3 separate regions of the Mus musculus genome follow, and regions 1 and 3 are each linked to region 2. The links are chromatin contacts, called in public ChIA-PET and HiCAR-type maps. All regions are on one chromosome and are shown on one strand. Each heading gives the region's core, a stretch centred on a gene start, on an enhancer-like site or on the middle of the called end of the contact. The rest is flanking DNA. Distances are from core to core; before and after follow the strand shown. Region 1 has its middle 58 kb from the start of 4930529L06Rik. Region 2 holds the start of Mir155hg (Mir155 host gene (non-protein coding)). Region 3 has its middle 33 kb from the start of 4930529L06Rik.

Evidence for each region. ChIA-PET counts read pairs in DNA pulled down with a chosen protein or histone mark. HiCAR-type assays count read pairs that join an accessible place to other places.
Region 1: an RNA polymerase II ChIA-PET map of effector CD8 T cells shows a contact between it and region 2, with 139 read pairs. The contact joins the enhancer-like site here to the promoter of Mir155hg in region 2. A contact is called at or near these places in 7 of 39 promoter capture datasets (the 3T3-L1 cell line, 3T3-L1-derived adipocytes, the C10 cell line and 2 more), 1 of 15 datasets of contacts at CTCF or cohesin (CD8 T cells), 27 of 484 Hi-C or Micro-C datasets (B cells, CD4 T cells, CD8 T cells and 20 more), 12 of 115 datasets of contacts at active chromatin or transcription factors (CD8 T cells, Th17 cells, Th2 cells and 8 more) and 1 of 9 other capture datasets (bone marrow-derived macrophages).
Region 3: a contact with region 2 is called in a HiCAR-type map of Th17 cells, with 4 times the contacts expected there. The contact joins the enhancer-like site here to the promoter of Mir155hg in region 2. A contact is called at or near these places in 4 of 39 promoter capture datasets (the 3T3-L1 cell line, 3T3-L1-derived adipocytes and the C10 cell line), 1 of 15 datasets of contacts at CTCF or cohesin (CD8 T cells), 7 of 484 Hi-C or Micro-C datasets (B cells, ECoMG myeloid progenitors, Th1 cells and 3 more) and 7 of 115 datasets of contacts at active chromatin or transcription factors (CD8 T cells, Th17 cells, bone marrow-derived dendritic cells and 3 more).

What each region holds. Positions count from the first base shown.
Region 1 is chr16:84,620,129-84,624,403 of GRCm38.p6, reverse strand. No RefSeq gene overlaps it. Among named protein-coding and RNA genes, the nearest start is that of 4930529L06Rik, 58 kb to the left of the region's middle. Within about 2 kb of position 2,878, at least 148 of the 459 cell types and tissues checked have an H3K27ac peak or open chromatin away from gene starts, as enhancers often do. A contact at or near this core is called in B cells, CD8 T cells, CD8 central memory T cells and 18 more, where this site is marked.
Region 2 is chr16:84,710,430-84,714,546 of GRCm38.p6, reverse strand. Mir155hg (Mir155 host gene (non-protein coding)) reads right to left here and starts at 1,524. Exons shown (of 2, transcript NR_132106.1): 1 at 1,454-1,524; 2 at 1-494. Mir155 (microRNA 155) reads right to left here and starts at 407; the gene lies at 343-407.
Region 3 is chr16:84,645,252-84,649,057 of GRCm38.p6, reverse strand. It overlaps the pseudogene Gm2349. Among named protein-coding and RNA genes, the nearest start is that of 4930529L06Rik, 33 kb to the left of the region's middle. Within about 2 kb of position 2,552, at least 13 of the 459 cell types and tissues checked have an H3K27ac peak or open chromatin away from gene starts, as enhancers often do. A contact at or near this core is called in Th17 cells, where this site is marked.

The sequences.
Region 1 (4,275 bases), core at 1,629-4,128, 91 kb after region 2:
ATTTCTAGCAGTCTAAAATTGGAAGAGAAGGCAGACAAGACTGTGAGAGCTGGAAAAAATACTGGAGAATTTGTACTTTGAACATGATGGAAGGTGAATTTTTCTTGGGAGCAGAGACTCCCAAGGGGCTAGAAGGGTGGAGTGAGGAGGAGAAGGTGGAGGGGGGGCAAGCAGGTCTAGTCACTGTCTGGACTTCCAACTGCAGAGAGAAGAAGGTGGGAAAGACACCAAAGTGATCTTGGATGCTTGGCACTGGGGTTTGGAAATGTAAAGACTTATTTTCTTCTTCCAGTGGCAGACTCTGAAATCCCAGAATATTCTAGTCTCCCTGACAAGAGTTTTTCCAGAGTTTATGTAGAAATTGACCCTAAGCTTCAACATACTAGATATTGAGAAAATGTTTCCCTAATTATATAAATGTGTTCTCTCAAAGTTGTTTTGTTTTGTTTTCTTCAATGTTATACTGTGCTACACAGAGTAGAACACCCAGGCCTAATTAATCATCAGTAATTAACATTATGAGTTTGAAAGCTTTGTATGCTCACGGTGACTTGCCATTGTCAAGACCTTTGAAAACGTTTCCAGTCTAGAAGACATGAAAGAGCATCCCATTTTAATTTGCATGTTTCTAAGTTGCAGACTTTTTTTTTCTTTATAATTTTATTGCTTTTCTTCTGTCCTTCAGGCTGGGTTGTTTATAACCACATATTTACTGGGTTAGTCTTCTTTTCTTGTTTATAGGTTGTTTAAATACTATTTTCGATTGAATTTATTGTTCAAACATCTTGTAAATATTCCCTCTCCCTTTTTTCTCGCTTGCCTCTCAGCTTTGTTTATAGAGTTGAATGGGTAGACATTAAAATGCTGATGTCATCAAATATATTCCATGATTTAATTTGTGCTTAATGGCCTGTTCTTTTATTTTTTCATAATGAACCCTATTTTTAGAAATGTTTCAGCTTCATAATAAAATTAAGAACATAGAGATTTCCCATCTATTTCTTGCTCAACTTTATACACATACATTTTCTTTTAATCCTTCTTCTTCTTCTTCTTCTTTTTTTTTTAAATGTTGGAGAAAGAAAGCATCTTGTGTGGTCAAAGCTATCCTTGAGTGAATGTGTGATCCTCCTGCCTGGCCTCTGAAAGGCTGGGATTACAAGTGCATGCCACCCTGACTGACCTAAAAATTTACAGATTTTACTTCACAAAGTCTGTGAACTTCCAATTACTCTAGGAAACAGGGGGGAATTTAATTTGCTGATACAAGTTAAAATATGTTCCTCAACCCCATCTGTTTGGGAGAGTCATCTGAAAGATCCAGAATAATAAATTAGTTATTTTATTACAGGTATCGAGACAGTATTTGGGGCTTAACCATTGGGCCCATGCATAAGCCTCAAAAGCCAAGGGACGAAAATGGAGATATTAATAAGCATTGGTATGTGGAGAAAACTCTGCTTTTCTTCCTTCCTTCCTTCCTTCCTTCCTTCCTTCCTTCCTTCCTCCCTCCCTCCCTCCCTCCCTCCCTCCCTCCCTCCCTCCTTTCTTTGTTTTGTTTTGTTTTTGTTTTTGTTTTTGTTTTTGTTTTTGTTTTTGTTTTTGTTTTTGTTTTTGTTTTTGTTTTTTTTGAGACAGGATTTGTGTAGCCCTGGCTGTCCTGGAACTCACTTTGTAGACCAGGCTGGACTCAAACTCAGAAATCCGCCTGCCTCTGCCTCCCAAGTGCTGGGACTACAGGTGTGCACCAACACTGCCCAACTAAAAATTCTGCTTTCTAACACGTCAGGAACATTGATTCACAAGAGACCAAGTTGTACACTCATTGCAGAGGGTAGCAGCAGCTTTGACTCACAAGTGGATTTAGAAAACATTACCAAAGCAACCAGCAAACTGAAGAGCCAATATGACAGAGCTGAAGCCAGCAGCATTTCCTTAGCAAATGTAGAGAGCAAGAAGAAAATATTCGCTGGAAAACATTTCTTCTTTATGATGTGTGCTAGGTTTAACATCTACTTAAACCTGGAAAATTTCCAAAGAGCTTCATTGTAGTGGGGAGAAGAGAAATATCCTATTAATTTTTAGTTAAAAAAATGACAATTGATGTCTATTTCTTTTTCAAAGAGTATAAAGTAAAACTCAATCAATGAGCAAAGGTAGTTTATTCCTATGCAACACCATATTCATAAGCAAAATAGTTTCTTACAAATTTATGATAGCTAGCATTTAGGTACATCTTCAAAGAAAATAAAAAAGACAGTATAAAAGCTTTATATTGTAGTATCCTTATTATATGTACAGAGATGTAAACCCGGGGATTTAGCTTGGTAAGTAAATGGTTCGACACTGAGTTATAACCTCAGCCATTGTATTTTGAAGAAAGGTTTTTACCGAGTAGCATAAGCTGGCCTTAAACTTGCTGTGTAGCCCATTCTAGCCCAGAGCTTGTTATCCTGGCTCGACCCTCCGAAGGCTGCCTTGTAAGTGCATGTCTCCAGCCTTGGCTTTTTGCTGTCCTATCTAAATCAATATCTTAGTGTACATGGTCTCTGTTATGAGAATTAAAAGTGACTCAAAGTACAGTGGCAATTTCTGAGATAAGTGTCAGCATGAGGATTTGAAACTTAGATTGGTCTTGTGAAAAACATTTTTAAAAAAAAATATATATAAAAATAATTAGCTGGGAATATCCCACTTGTTATCTAAATCCCCAACCAGCCTGGGTAATTTCTCTCATTCTTCAGCAGTCCTGGCATTCTCTCTTTGAATGACATCAGTCTGGAAATACCCCATGGTTTTCTGAGTTATAAATGGGTCGCTGGCCCTAAACTCCTGAGTGTTATGATTCACACTTTCACTTCAGGGTTTTTTTTTTTTTCTCAATACTATCAGTTTGAAAAAGTGAAACTGAAACTGAGTGCCTGTGCTAACGACGCCCTGAGGGAGGAAAGAGTGGGTTGGATGGAATAACTTAGAAATATTCAAGGAGCGCTGGCTGACTGGCAACAACCCAGGAATCATTTCTCAAGGAAAAAGAGGATGCAGTGTGTCAAAATCAAAACCCTGTCTGAGAGCTGCTTGAGGGATGATTGTCACGCTGCACACCCCAGGGCGGCTTGTGCTATCCTCTAGTGTTTGTTTATTTTAATGTATTAATAAATTCTTTATTAGTATAAAACACATTTTTTTCTTACTGGAAATAGGGCTTAAACTTCAACTCTAGAATTTATTTTCTTGATCATTGCACTAATGATATCAATTGAGGAAGAAAGAGAGGGAGGGAGGGAGGGGAAGAGGAAGAGAGGGAGTAATGAGGGGGGAGGAAGAAAGGGAGACAGGGCAAGAGGGGCAAGAGAAAGAAAGAGAGAGAGGAAGGAGAAGAGGGAAAGGGAGAGTGGGAGGTAGAGGGGGAGAGGGAGGTAGAGGGGAAGAGGGAGAGGAAGACGGAGAGTGGGAGGTAGAGGGGGAGAGGGAGGTATAGGGGGAGAGGGAGAGGGAGAGGGAGGGAGAGGGAGGTAGAAGGGGAGAGGGAGAGGGGGAGGGGGATGGGGAGAGGGAAGGGGAGGGGAAGGGGGAGGGGGAGGGGGAGGGGGAGAGTTGGGGTAGGGGAGACTGACTTCTTAGGTTGGAGAACCTTCATTCATATTGCAGATTGCCTTTGGCTCAGTGTGGTGTCTGCTCAGGGTCTTCCTGGTACATGGTAACACTCAACAAACAGTTGCAGAATAAATGAAAAACCAGTGTCTTAAAAACGAATCCTTGTACTTGACATGCTTTGTGGAAACCCACAGGGAAGACCTTTCTTCTGAGATTTCAGGATTCTAGTAAGCAAGAAGCTCAAAGGAACAGGAATCTTATGAGATTTGCAGACAAGATCATAAAGATGTGTGAGCATTGTAAAGTATACGATTTATGGCTAATGCCTTTCTAGTTCTTTAACTGCATTAGTTCAGTGGAAATTTTGCCAAGGCCTTAGTAGAGATTGACATCATTTAAAAAGTTGTTTGGTTATAAATTAGTCTTTCCATTAAGAAGAAAATCACCGTCTCTGGCTGTCTATCACCCAATGTTTTCCACCAAAGAATAATGTCACGATGTCTTTTCCTATAAATGCATTAATTTCTCCCCTCCACCTCTCCTTTTTCCCAGATTAGAATTTTTCTTTCTTTCCACCCTGCTTTGGATCTTCTTTCATGTTACCAGCTCTTCTGGTTGAAGATGTTTAAGAGATGAGAAACATCCAAGCAGAGATGTCACTTTCATTTGCATGAGATG
Region 2 (4,117 bases), core at 275-2,774:
TGTCCTTTTTAGTGCATTCATTTTGTATTCTGGTTGAATCATTGAAGATGGTTATGAACATAATTTTGAAATAAAAATGATACAAGTTTCACTTTCCATTCAAGATAAAAAATAAACATGTGGGCTTGAAGTTGAGATGTTGTTTAGGATACTGCTGATCTATCTTTTAAATGACATTTATCGTAACACTTACAGTGGACTATCCTAGTAACCAGGTTATGACTAGCACATTAAATGATAGAGTCTGACATCTACGTTCATCCAGCAGGGTGACTCTTGGACTTGTCATCCTCCCACGGTGGCCATTTGTTCCATGTGAGTGCTAGTAACAGGCCTTGTGTCCTGTTAATGCTAACAGGTAGGAGTCAGTCAGAGGCCAAAACCCCTATCACAATTAGCATTAACAGCATACAGCCTTCAGCAAGCCTCCAGCAGCCAGAGGATAAGGGATATGCAACTTAAACCACACACTTCCCCTTCCTGGTTTGCAGCACCTGCAAAGAGAAAAAGAAATAGTTGTGTGTACGCACACAGTTAGTTATAAAGTAGAGTGAACGATTATGAATCTGAAGGCAAGGTAGACTTCAGCTTTGAAAGAAAAGAGCTCTGAAATGCTTCTAAGTAAATTTTGGAAAATTTTTGTAAGGTTTGCAATTTAAAAACTAATTATAAAATCAAACTTTAAATTCTGTGGAAATATTTGAATACATGTATCATTTTTAACACAGCCACGGTTCATAGTTCTACAATGCTGAAGTTCAAAGGACACAACTTCAGTTCTGGGTAATATTCTGACGTACATCCCACAGGTCACTAGGCAATTCAAGAAATCTCAGATATTTAGGATGGTACTTTATGATTTTTGAAAGTTAAAACTCAATGGATGAACCCATTTTGATTCTATAAATAGTAGTTGCGATTTTCACCTTATTCGTTTTTCTTTTTCTTCAAGATAGGGGGTACAGCCAGGGCAGGTCTGCCCTGAAAGGTATCTGAAAATGCTCCTGTTGTCCTCCAGTGATTCCTTTGGGGACTCACAAACCGGTGGCTTCAGTTTGACCCATGTAAAGGAAGTGCGCCTTAAAGAGCTCTGACTCAAGGGACTTGTCTCCAGCAGAGTGGTTTAGAAAAAGAAAAAAGATGAATTTGCTGTTTCCTGTTAGAGTTGGATTTTACTCTCTCAGATAAAGTGACATTTCTCCCACAAGTTTCTGGTTTCAGTGTTACTGTACGCGAACCTAGAAGTTCAAGCATCACTCAAGTCTGTGGTTCCCTTTAGGACCAGAGGGGAACCACCTTTTCTTTTCTTTAATAATGAAACCAGCTAGATGTAGAAATGTGATTAAGTTCAAAAGAAATGCATCAAGTTAAAAATTCCCCAGTGAATATATTTTGACAGGGCAGAATATCGTGGCTTGGAAATTTCCAAACCAAGGAAATATATCATACTTACTGATAGTATTTCTTTTTTAAACTTTGCTGTTTTCTCAGATGAGCTGGTTTCATGAGGAAAGTCTGTGAATTACACAGTTTCAATCTTGGATTTTATTTCAGCCAAAAGAAAGACTGTAATAATACCTTTTCTCTTCATAGTGCATTGAACTCAGTAAGTCCTCAGTAAATCTATTAAGATTCTAGTGTTCTACTTCATGCCATATTATTGACCCATTAGGGAGAATATATGCAACTGTGCATGTGTGCATGAGTGCCTACATAACCCCATTCCAATTTAAGTAAATAACTTATCTATAAGTTCTGTTTCTATCCTTTAAAGATACCATCTGAATAAAGGTATTACCAAGAATATATTTAGTATAGGTAGCCAAGGTTGCCCTATATAACCTAGGCTGGCCTTGAACTCATGACCTTACACTTCAGTCTCCCAAATTCTGGAATTATAGCCATATACCACCACATCTGGCTATATATATATAGCCATATATACATATATATGTATAGCCATATATACATATATATGTATATTACATATATACATACATGTGTGCACACATACACACCTATCTATCTATCTATCTATCTATCTATCTATCTATCTATCTATCTATCTATCTATCATCTATCTACATGAAAAGCCTAGGTTTGATTCCCAAGTACCACATACATGGACACTGGTGCAGCCTTTGATCTCAGGACTTGAGAGATGGACTTAGGAGGATCATGAGCTCAGGGCTGTTCCCAATTACTTATCACCTCTGGGGTCAGCTTGGGCTATATTGGACCCCGTCTCAATAAATAATAAAATATAATGTTAGGAATTGCTATTGCAATCAACTCTTTTGACCTTAGGTAAAAATCTCGACCAACCTTAAGCACTATATTTAGTTCAGACAAATCGTAAGTCCAGGTCCCATTCACTATGTGGCATATCACCATTTCTCTGTGGTATAGCCTAAACCTAAGGACATTCCAGGAGAATATAATTAGACTTTTCTTCAGGATAATATTTTGAGGTATAAGGGAGGCATAGAATGTCACAATCTGTCTAGTCTTGCTGATTTGCCAGGGAAAATGTTATCAGCTAAGGTACTCAGAGAAGAATATGTCCTATACTGGATCTTTTTATTTTTAGTAATTTTTTTGTGGTAACACACACACACACATGTATCTCACACATATAACACACACACACAGACACACACATACAGAGTAGGGTAGATGAACTTTTGGAGCTGTAAGAAAGGGCATCATATTCATACTCATCTTCAACTTTCATCATATACATATACACACATATATCTACATACATACATACATACATACATACATACATACACACATATACATACATACATACATACATACATACATACATACATACATACATACACACACATATACATACATACAAACAAACTTTGCCACTGTAACCAGTTTTAAGTTTCTGATTGAGTTATCAAAGACATCTGCATTCATTCCCACCTTTTCTCTCAAATGACTCCATTTGTTTTATGAGGGTCTCACTTTATGTTAAAATCATGAGTTGTAGGCCAAGTGTGGTGGCACACACCCTTAATCTTAGCACTCAAAAAGCAGAGGCAGTAAGGTTTCTGGGAGTTCCAGGCTACTCTGGTTTATATAGGGAGAGACTGTATTTCAAACAAACATACGTACAAGCAAACAAGCAAGAAAATCATGAATTAGATCCTCCTACAATTATATATATATGTATATACATGTGTATATATCTATGTGCTTATTTTTTTGTCTGGCTTATTCTTAGCACCAACCATTCGAGAGTTATCAAAGAAACTGCATGATGAAATATTTTCTTTATAGGAAGCCAGTGGTTGTATTTTTCACCAATACCATGTGGGACAGCCCTAGCTATTCACTTTGACATATACAAATTTTTGGAAACTGTTCCTTTGAGGTTCTGAAGTGAATGAATATCCACTTCTTTGGAAAAGCATGATTGTGTATTGATAGAGTAACACAAATTCTAGTTTTAAAGCCACTAGGTGAAAAGAAGGTCATATTTTGGACAATTAAAATGGTTTAATTCAGATGAGTTTATCTAATTTATCATCTAACAATCTATGTATCTATGTGTCTATGTGTCTGTCTATCTATCTATCTATCTATCTATCTATCTATCTATCTATCTATCTGTATCTATGTATCTATCTATGTATCTATGTATCTATCTATGTATCTATGTATCTATGTATCTATGTATCTATGTATCTATGTATCTATCTATCTATGTATCTATCTATGTATCTATCTATCTATCTATCTATCTATCTATCTATCTATCTATCTATCTATCTCTATCATCTATTAACTTGAAAAACATACTAATAGAGATAGAATTCATAGTTGAATCCTATGTGGATTACTAAAATCAATTGCATATCATTGCATTTACAAATCATCTGGATTTCCCACCAGAATTTACCCTGAACCTGCGTTTCTAAAGCTATGTTCTGGACTAGACCAGGGAAGTAGGGAGCGAAGGTTAAAGCAGCCGAGTAAAACATGAAGACACGGGGAAGCTCTGCACGAGTCATAGTTAACAAGGCTTTGGTTGCCTTTTGACCTAAGATGAAAGTTGAAGATGACTGTGAACACCATGCCCTTTCTTATAGCTCCTAAA
Region 3 (3,806 bases), core at 1,303-3,802, 67 kb after region 2:
TTTGATTAGTTGTGGTTTTGTGTAATGGCTTCCATCTGTTGCTACACACACACACACACACACACACACACACACACATTTCCATGCCGAGAGGTGAGAACTACCTTTATATGTGGGTATGTTAAATATTTAGGATACAGTTAAGAATTATGCTGGTTTAGTAAAGTGGAAATTATAGATTCTCTTCCATGATTCCTGGGTTAACTAACCCTAGGTAGTTAGCTAGGTTTCCCGTCTCAGGTTTCCCTCTGTCATGTAGGTCTTAGGTCCAACTAGAGAGTTATTGGTTATTACCAACGTATTTAAGCCATATCCTACTGTTAGGGCTATCTTGCACGCCATGCCGTTCAATGTTGTGATTCATAGGCATTATGAGTTTTATTTTTTGTCTGTTTTTTTTTTTTAACTGTTGTCATGTCCACATATGGGTAAGGACATTTTATCCATGTCTATCTGTGTCCGGTTTATTCTAGCTAGCTTGATATCTCCTAATTTCGTCCACTTCCTTTGGCAGATGATAAGATTTCATTCTTCTGTATGGATGAATAGTCTCTCACCATTCATGCATGCTGCATTTCCTTATCCCTCTCAGCAGGTGACAGTCTCTAGTCTGCCTCCACACTGGAGCTGTTGTGAGCAGCTGTATGGAAACAGTCTTTTGACTCTGGTGTGTGTGTGTGTGTGTGTGTGTGTGTGTGTGTGTGTGTGTGTATGTGTGTGTGTGTGTGTGTTTAACATGGGAAGCAGCTTTTGTTCACAGGCTGTCTCCAGAAACCAAAAGGCTATGTGGTGTCAGTTACACCCCATGCCTCCAAAATGCCTCTAGGGCTCTACTTGGAGAAGGGATACAAATTGCCTCTTTCAAGGCCCAAATCTTTCACCTCTCTGTTCAGGCTTAATGTAGAAACTTTGTGACATTGCCCTTTTGTTGGGTTTTTGTTATTTGTTCCTCCAGCTACTTTGTAACAGCCAGAGGTGACCCTTGAAGGAATCATGAGAAAGGAGAAAACAGGAATAGAGCCTAGCCACAGACCCTCTGTCCCACCTCAGAGGATTCATCCTTCATTGGTTGCATTTTTCTTTGTGCTGGATCACACCTTTCTGAATCACTGCCAGCCAAAGACCCAGCCCCGGGGCCAGGAGGTGAGCTAGTCCAAACTTGGGCACATTCCTGGCCCACAAAGGTTTGAAATGATCAGACATATTTTGCCACCCTTGCATGTCTTTTGTTTTGTTTTGTTTTTGTTTGTTTATTTTTCGAGACAGGGTTTCTCTGTGTAGCCCTTGCTGTCCTGGAATTCACTCTGTAGACCAGGCTGGCCTCGAACTCAGAAATCCGCCTGCCTCTGCCTCCCGAGTGCTGGGATTACCCCAGTACGTCTTTGCTCTCTTCCCAACCAGTTCATGGACTGCAGTTTCTGGAGCTGTAGTAGGATATGTAATAGGAATTTCAAACTCAATGTCAAACTCATATTTGAGGAAGTCATGGATGTACTAGCATTTTCCAAACCACCGAGTCCCTTCCTTGTTGTACTACAGTCCGAATTCTTGTTCTCCACATACCGGATAAGGGACTGATATTCTTTCTTTAGTCGCTGCACCCACAACTCCTGATCTCGGCGTCCAGCGTTGGTTTTCAGCACCGGTATCTCAGACAAGACCTGCCGGGTGGCCTAGTCTGCCATCTTGAATCAGGGCTCTGATTTTTTTTTCTTTCACCTTTGAGAAGACAGAAAGGCCAATAAAGATTTAAGAGGAATTTAGTATTTAGAGAAACCCGGAATCTAACATGCTCATTTTATAGAAATGCATAGAGGCTGAGCTCATCTCAAGCACTAAACATCTGTGAGCCAAGTAAGTTTCCTTTCATTATACATTACCTACTCTCAGGCATTTTATTATGGAACAGAAACCAAACTGTGACTGCACACTGACAAAAATTTTCATTTAAACTAGTAAAGTAACTGACAATTTTTCTGATGCAATAATTTAGTTGTTTGAAATATGGAGAGTTAGAGAAGGCAGTATTGAAAAATGAAAATAAACACAAATGCAGTAGGAGAAGTTTGTTGTCCTATCCTGGGTGATCTATAGGACATTGTGAGCTAGAGTTCTAACTCAAGAATACATAGAAATCATGTATACATCTTGCTTTATACCACTGTGTCTAATCTAGGTATTTCCTGGCTTGGACTAGCTATGGAGATCTGAACTTGGTTTATTTTAAATATATATTTTCCACTAAGTTTTTCTAGATTTCAGCTATTTCTCTAAAAAGTGCCCCTTGGCTGAACTGTGAAATGAAGGGAAAAAAATTACTGAGGCTTAATCCTTTGGCATAAGACATTGATCCATTAATGAATATTAAGGAGTTGTTGTGAAACTTTGTCTTAAGAACCTGGCCTCAAATACGCGGGGAAGCTCTCATTCTGCTTACAAAAGCTCTATTCTTCTGCTCCTACCTCTTTAGCAGGAAAGGTATGCTCTGAATGTATCTGGCGCATATGTGCATTTGTGACACATAACTGGATTCTTTGAGGTCTTCAGTGGGTAAAAGAGAGAAATGATTAAAGCATCCCTGGGGAAATAAGACAAACTCTTTGAGTCAGAAAATTACCCCCAAATAGAGTGTGTTCAAAGGGACTTTTTGTATGGTGAATAAAACGATGTATTTTTTTTTCATGCAAAGTACATAGACTGTTGCAACGTAGAATTTAGCAACTCAGCTCGACCACTAAACGTTGGGAAGAATTCCTGCCCTTTTCTTAGAACCCCCACTCTTCCCTTTTCTTCTGAAGGCTGCTGTTTTGGACGTAGGTGTCAGAAATGCTTTATGAGTCTCAGGGTATGTCTTGGACCATGTTGTTATTCAAAATCCAACTGCTATGAGGACTACATCAAAAGCGTATTTATGAGTTGACACGGCCAACTGACAGGAGGAGGGTTTTTTTTTTTGGATTGTTAAATAAACTCGCCTCACTGAATTCAACAATTTCTGCTTAAATGGTTTTAAACTTTAGTTGTAGTTTGCATGGAGACTCCTCATTTGAAACCAATCAAACAGAGTAAATTAAAAACATGGAGCAAACATTGTGTTTTTTTTATTTTTTTATTTTTTTACCCTGAAGACAACAGATAACATAGCCACACAAATTATACTTCAGACAATTGGTGTAATTTTTGTGCTTTAAAGGAATATTTTTCTAATCAGCAGCATTTAAAAGTTGCACATGCCAATCACATAATATTTCCAAGCCATAATAACATGCATTTAAGTGATGTTGAAAACTAAGTGTTTCTATTCAGAGAAGTGGCTTCTGAGGAAGGCTGTACATCTTGAAAAAAAAAAAACAAACAAAAAACTTTTTGAGCATCCATTATCTTTCTCCTTAAATTACAGTGTCTGAAATAATATACTGAAGTGACCTTTGCAATAATATCAATGAAAGTAAATGGATATTTTGGAAATATCAAAAGATAGTGATTATTTGAAGGAAAATGTAAAATATTAAAGACAAGAGAACTGGATGGGAGTTGGTTTAAGTCAATAAAAAAATAAGCATGAGAAAATAAGGCTAAACCTTTACAACTGTTTTCTGAGGCTATGGTCTTGTTATTCTGGTGTTGTTGCTCCAAAGGAAAAAGCTTGCTTCCCATATGAAATAGGAGAAAAATCTCTCCTCTCTTTATCCCCCTCCTCTGCGTATGTATGTGTGTATGTATGCATGTATATGTGTATTTATGCATGTATGAATGCAGGCATGAACATGGCCAAGGTGCCCATATGTATGGTCAGAGGATAACCT